2 separate regions of the Mus musculus genome follow, and region 1 is linked to region 2. A link is a contact called in public Hi-C data. All regions are on one chromosome and are shown on one strand. Each heading gives the region's core, a stretch centred on a gene start, on an enhancer-like site or on the middle of the called end of the contact. The rest is flanking DNA. Distances are from core to core; before and after follow the strand shown. Region 1 overlaps Gm39871 (a long non-coding RNA gene). Region 2 overlaps Ptprj (protein tyrosine phosphatase, receptor type, J).

What was found. A called contact is a pair of places that touch in the nucleus more often than the background predicts.
Region 1: a Hi-C map of bone marrow-derived macrophages shows a contact between it and region 2, with 36 read pairs. The contact joins two enhancer-like sites. A contact is called at or near these places in 3 of 484 Hi-C or Micro-C datasets (the HPC-7 cell line, bone marrow-derived macrophages and nephron progenitors) and 8 of 115 datasets of contacts at active chromatin or transcription factors (acute myeloid leukemia, bone marrow-derived macrophages, embryonic limb bud and 5 more).

What each region holds. Positions count from the first base shown.
Region 1 is chr2:90,648,561-90,651,825 of GRCm38.p6, reverse strand. The region is part of intron 1 of Gm39871 (a long non-coding RNA gene); the gene reads left to right. Among named protein-coding and RNA genes, the nearest start is that of Gm39871, 20 kb to the left of the region's middle. Within about 2 kb of position 1,690, at least 57 of the 459 cell types and tissues checked have an H3K27ac peak or open chromatin away from gene starts, as enhancers often do. A contact at or near this core is called in bone marrow-derived macrophages and microglia, where this site is marked.
Region 2 is chr2:90,503,446-90,506,856 of GRCm38.p6, reverse strand. The region is part of intron 1 of Ptprj (protein tyrosine phosphatase, receptor type, J); the gene reads left to right. Among named protein-coding and RNA genes, the nearest start is that of Ptprj, 75 kb to the left of the region's middle. Within about 2 kb of position 1,861, at least 180 of the 459 cell types and tissues checked have an H3K27ac peak or open chromatin away from gene starts, as enhancers often do. A contact at or near this core is called in bone marrow-derived macrophages and microglia, where this site is marked.

The DNA.
Region 1 (3,265 bases), core at 441-2,940, 150 kb before region 2:
AGCACTTCCAACACTTGGGAGATAGAGGTGGGAGAATCAGGAGTTCAAGGTCATTCTCAGCTACCTAATAAGTTCAAGACCAGTCTAGGCAACATGAAGGAAGCTCTGTCTTAAATACAACAAAGCAGAAGATAGACAACTAGTAAGGCAGGGGAGGCGATATCCAAACTAACACTTAGCAGAAGAAAATTAGAATACCTGAACGGTATCCTTAACTAAGTGATGATAGCAATAAGGATAGAGGCTAATGTTTCCAAGTCAATCGCTTTCATATATGCCAGCAACAAACAAGCAGAGTTTGAAAAACAAAACAAAACAAAACAAAATGCATTGCTTGGCTGGCAAGATGACTCAGTAGGGAAAGGCACTTGCTACCAAATCTGATGTCCCAAGTTTGATCTCCAAACCCCCACAACTAATTCCCACAGTTTCCTCTCTCCCTCCCTCCCCCCCTCTCTCTCTCTCACACACACACACACACACACACACACAGATACACAAGTAAATAATAAATACATAAAATTTAAACCCCACATTGCCATTTATGTTAGCACCCCTGATTTTTTAAAAAATAAGGTAGCCTGGGCTAGTAGTTTTGTTTTGTTTAGACTTATTTTATTATTATTTTTTTTTGTGCATGGATATTTGGTCTGTCTGTCTGTATGTATGTATGTATGTATGTATGTATTCCATGTGTGTTCCTGGTACCCTCAGAGGTCAGATCTCCTAGAGTTGGAGTTATAGATGGTTGTAAGTTACCAAGTGGGTCCTTGGAACTAAACCCAGGTCTTTACAAGAGCAATAAATGCTCTAACTCATCTATCTCTCAGTCTCTCTAGTCTTGCACCCAAGGTCCTCCTACTTTAACTTTCTAATCTTTCTCTTTTCTTCTCTAGATCTCCCTCCCTCCCTTTGTTCCTTCCTCCCTTCGTTCCTTCCTTCCTCCCTTCCTTCCTTCCTTCCTTCCTTCCTTCCTTCCTTCCTTCCCTTTTCTTTTTTTAATTTCATAATTTATTGAGTACACCATTATGGTGCAGCAGGCAGGATAATGAGCATGCCATCTGCTCCATGATATTTTATTACTTTTTAATGTCAGTGAAGATCTGTAGTGATGTCTTACCTTTCATTTCTAATGATGGTAATTGGTCCCCCCACCTCTTTCTGTCATGGCTTAACCTGATAAGAAGCTTGTTAATTTTATTGACCTATTCCAAAGAAGGCTTTTGGTCTGGTTGACTTATAGCTCGTGTTCATGGATGGGAAGACTTGGTGGATCTTTCTGATGCATGTTCATACATTCATTCATGTGTGTGTATAAGCCTAAGTACTTTAGGAACACATTCCAGCTTTCAGCCCTGTAGCTCAGCACCGAATTCACACAAATAAAAAGCCATCAATCAATCGATCAATCAATCAATCAATAACTCATGGCCAAGGAAGTCAGGAAAGGCCCTTTAGTGGATGTGGACAATACAGATACCAGACCAATTTACTCTGAGGATTTGTCACTGGGATTCCTGCTCTCAGTCCGCCGCCCAGGCAGGGCTGCCTATGTGCTCCAGTAACTGCACCAGCAGGAGGGAAGCACTCTCACAACCCTTTGTAGACTTGTTCTCGCTGTGTTTGCCACCACAGGTCTCAGGAGGCTTTTGCCTTTCTTGAGCAGAACTGAAAGTTCACTGCACAGCCAACTCTAGTGGCCCCAAGACTTTCATTTCCTTTTTTATTCTAGGGAGAGTATACTAAGCAGGGCTACTTCATCAAGAGAAAAGTAGGTGCCAGGTGAGTGGAGGCTGGGTCTGGGCTTTATTCACACCCATGGCTCTAAGCCAACAAATCATCAAAATCTTTTCTTTACCGTACAGATTTCTGACCCCGCCTCAGACTTCCCCTGATAGCGGATAGAGGACAGGAGTCTGTAATTTTTCCAGTTCTCTCAAAAATGTTCTGATGAGCCTGTAAGGTTTAGGACCCCACTGGGTAGTGGCAGAGGCTCCTTGTCCCTTTTTGGCTCAAGGCGTTCTCTTCCTTTCTCTTAGATCGCATCTTCCTTTCATGCTTTTTTCCCCTATAACACTTAAACATACTTTCATCATGTATTTTTTACATGATATCACATATATTTGTGTATTTCCTTTGTTGCCTGGTAAACTGTTCAAGGGCAGGGATTAAACCTTAGTATTTCCTTCCATGTGCTCAGGACTGCCACAGTGTTGAACAGGTTGTTCACAGAACAAAGGTTAGCATATGGGGTAAGCGGGACTGTGAACATGCTAAACCCCAACCTGACTCACCAAGTCAGTGGCCTCTAGTGACTAGAAGGAAGGATGCCTTTTCTAACATGACAAAAGCTCCAAGTAGGCTATGCCGGCTCAGTTTGTGCCTGGCTTCATAATCATATGAGGAAAATCTGAGCATCTATTCAAGAAAAAAGTTTGAAGCTGGATGTAATGACACACGCCTTTAAACCAGCACTTGGGAGCCAGAGGCAGGCAGATCACTGAGTTCAAGGCCAGCCTAGTCTACATAGTGAGTTCCAGGACAACCAGAGCTACAGAGAGAAACCCTGTGTCATTCCCTCCTCACTAAAAAAGAAAGAGAGAGAGAGAGAGAGAGAGAAAGAGAGAGAGAGAAAGAGAGAGGAAGAGAGAAAAAGCAAAGCAGATGATTTTGGTAGAGGGCAGGTGTTCATGCAATATTTGCCAAAGCCTTTGTAAAAATTTTACTTATTTATTTGTTTGCTTGTTTGTTTGAGACAGAGTATCTCTCTATAGCCCTGACTGTCCTGGAACTCACTGTGTAGATTAGGCTGGCCTTGAACTCATAGAGACCTCCCTGTCTCTGCCTCCAGACTGCTGAGATTAAAGGCATGCAGCACCACACCTAACTAAGGTCTTGTTTTAGAAGTCCCAGTCCTTCAAACCCCAGTCCATTGCTTCCTCTTCTGAGACTTCAGTACCTGGCTTGCACCTTGAGCAACATTTCATGCATTGGAGACAGTCTCGATCTCTCTCAGCATCTTCAACTCCCCTAGGGCCACCTTACCTACCTTGTATCCGAGCAGTTTAGTGGATTTTACTAGATGGATGAATAAGGTTTGCACAAGCGTGCCATCCCAGCACTAGGGAGGCTGAGATAGGAGAACTTCCACAAATTCAAGGCCAGCCTGAGCTACACATAGAGAACCTGTCTCTGGGCTTCTTCAGCTCATAAAAAGGCATAGTAACTTTTTACCTCTAGCACGAAAAATAGGTGGTGCAACTTC
Region 2 (3,411 bases), core at 612-3,111:
ATTCAAACATCAATGTTCATAAAGTTTTTTTGGAACACAGCCATAGTTACTTATTTGATTTGTCTGTGGCCTGCAAAGCTAGGTTATAGACTATATGGTTCTCTACAGAAATAGTTGTTGACTCCTGGGATTGACATTCAGGGTGAATGAAAGTATGAATGGGCAGGGAGAGGCAGGCAGAACCAAAGAACATTTCAGAGGAAATGCACAATGGGAGTTTTCTTTTCTGATGGGACTCCTTGTCTTGATGTTGGTGTTCCAGTGGGGGCATTGCTAGAGTGTGATGTATGAGTTTAATCTCAGAGTAAACCCCATTCATTACCCGGCTGGTTCAGGCTCCAGTGCTAATCTCATGGCATGATGCAGGGCCATTTGCTGGTGCAGCACAGTATAAATAGGCTTATGGTGAAGTTCAGAGGCCCACTTCTGGCTGGGTGAGGCTGAGGGGAGTAGGCAGCTGTGTTCTATAGAAAAGGCTGGAAGAAAGAAATAGCTGGAGAGGCTCTGAGGAGGCTCTTTTCCACCCAGCTGCGCCTTCTCAAGGGTGTGTTTGTTATGACCTAAGAAGTTGGAGCTCTCTGTTTCTGGCTGGTGTTGATTCTTCACTGCCTTTAGGGGGATTGACTGAGAGCCCTGAGTAAGGAGAAGGCTGGGAGGTCAGCTTCCCTCCTGTCTCATGCCTGCCTCTGGGGATCCGTATCCAGAGATTCTGATTCTTTGGGGAAAGACACAAAGATGAAGCAAGGTATATTGTGAGGTCTAATCAGGACAAGGCATGGCCGTCACTGAGTGTGGGTGTCCTGATCAAGCATCCCCAATGCCATGGTCAGAGGAAAGCATCTCATCAGCCCCAGACTGTACTTCTTACAGCCCGTAGAAAAGCAGAGCCTCACTGTAGAAGAGATTTTAAAGAGGCAGCCTCTCGTGCAGGAGAGGAACTAGAGGCGTAAGATGGACACACTTACCTGCTAGTTCCTATGTGGAATCAGTTTCAGGCTTTAATTATACACACACACACACACACACACACACACACACACACACACACAGAGAGAGAGAGAGAGAGAGAGAGAGAGAGAGAGAGAGAGAGAGAGAGAGAGAGTGTTAGTTAGTTTCTGGGAATCTAATCCAGGATTTACCTGTGCATTCTACCATTGAACCCCAAATTCTTGTTTTCTATGCACCCATCAAACATGTATGCGCACCTGTGAGAAATTAGGAGGTCAGTAGGTTAGATGAGGACCAAGCCAAAGGCAGTGCTAAAGTCAGCCAAGGGAAGGAGCGATTGTTCTTGGTCTCAGCTCTGAGCTCCTCTCTGTGGTAAAGCTATCCTAGCTCTAGAGGCAACTTAGTCTCTCCTATTGTTGAGTCCTGGTGATTTCTAGCTCTTTACACTGTGTTGTCTTCTCTAGGCCTGAAGGTGATGAGCAAGTGACATTTATTTTTGTATGTCTGCTTCATTATGTGGAAGACTTGCAGTAAACGTTGGATGAATGGATGTGGTGAATAAATATAGACCCAGATTCTCAAACTGTTCTGGGGAAAAAAAAATTGCCTAAGGAGCTCGTTACAAATTCACTCTTTTGACTCTTTGGGACCCCAGCATCTGAATGTTCATGCCCAGGTGTGTTTCTGGGTGCGGGTGGTCCGTACACCATACTTACAGCAACTCTGGCACAGGTGCCAAGCCTTCTGGAGTAGAGGCAGGAACAGAACATTAAAAATAGCTCTCCATTCATCTGCTCATGCTCAGTGGCCAAGCGCCCCCTCCTGCTGGCGTCAGGTCCGGATGTGGGCCAGTTCTCAGCCCAGGGGAAATGAACAGTGTCTTCTCCGAGGTGCCCAGAACACTCTGAGTCAGTGGACTGCACTGGCCAGTCAGGCAGAAGGGAGCTTCCACTTCTTTGTAAACCTTGGTGGGAACCGAGTTGGCACAGCGAATGGGGAGGAGAGGAAGTGCCATGTGGGGCTTGGGGTTGGCCAAGGTTTCAGGACTGGATGTGCTTTGGGTGGCTGCTCAGGCTGTTGCTATATATGCAGTTTCCTCTCTAAATAGTAACTTTCCCTACTGGCTTGTGTGTTGGTTGGTGACCACAAATGCATGGCTGCTGTTCAGGAGGCTCCTGGGATGAGAGGATGGGGCTGGGTGGCTGTCAGGGCTTCAGAGGAAAGACAAGATTGCTGGTGTCTCCTGTCACTGACTCATGAGGAGATCTGGGAGGTGTGGCTTTTCTGTGCCCCAGGCTTACTTTTCCATCTGTCAAATGGGTGATTTAAAGGGACAGAGTGATAGTGTTGATCTTCAGGAAGGGATGTTTGCAGGCCGGTGTTCTGACTAAGTCCAGGGCTGTGTGTTAGCCAGAGACTGCAGATGGACTTTTAGAGTTAACCCTTTCTGGGCACACATGGCTCGTCATGGTATGGGTGCTGGTGAGAACAGCAGCACAAGAAGCTGAGAACTTGGTCATTTTTTCCCCCTTACTCCTTAGATCTGTTCCAGCCACAGTAGGGTTTCCATAAATAATTATAGAGCTTAGAGCTCCAAAGAGCAGTGATTGCCAAGTGCCAGCCCCATTTCTTTCTTTGCTCTTTGATGGGCTTGGCATGATGCATAGGGTGTATGAGGAGCAGGGGCTTTCAACATCGCATCCATTTCCCCCTTTTCCTTCTTGATCTCTTCCTGCTGTACTTCCTCCTCCTCTTTGTAGTGCTGAGGATTGAACCTAAGCCAGACATACTTAGCAAGAGCTCTGCCACTGAGCTGTAGACCCCAGCCCCTTTTATTGGCCTTTTTTTTTCTTGCCTTTTCTTCTCTTTACATGGAGAAATACTAAAGGCCAAGACAAGGATAAAAGTCTGTGTGCTAGAGTAAACCGTGTGTTTCTTTCTCTTCTCTTCTCTTCTCTTCTCTTCTCTTCTCTTCTCTTCTCTTCTCTTCTCTTCTCTTCTCTTCTCTTCTTTCTTTCTTTCTTTCTTTCTTTCTTTCTTTCTTTTATTGAACTTTACCCTGTAGCTGAGGCGATCCTTGAACTCATGATCCTCAGCCTCCCAGTGACTGGGAATTTTAAGTTTGTTGAAGTTTAGTTTCCTCATCTGTGAAGTAGGTAAGCAGTAGCCTTCTTGTGGCGTGTCTGCCAGCCAGTGCGTATGAGCCTTCTCTGCAGTGCATGGGTTGCAGAGGTGAGAGGGGGAGGATGGAGGGGGAGTGCTTGGCCCTGGGGGTTGACAGCCTCTGAGTGAGGAGACCTCTGAGGCTTACATCTCTTACAGCACTGGATGGGGATGCAGCCTCAGTAGTGAGCACTGGCAGCTCTCTTAGGGGCAGTTCACCCTGCTCTACCCCCAACTCCACAGCATTTTGGTAATAAAAATAAAAAAAAATCCATATTTCATGGTGAAAGTTTTGAAATA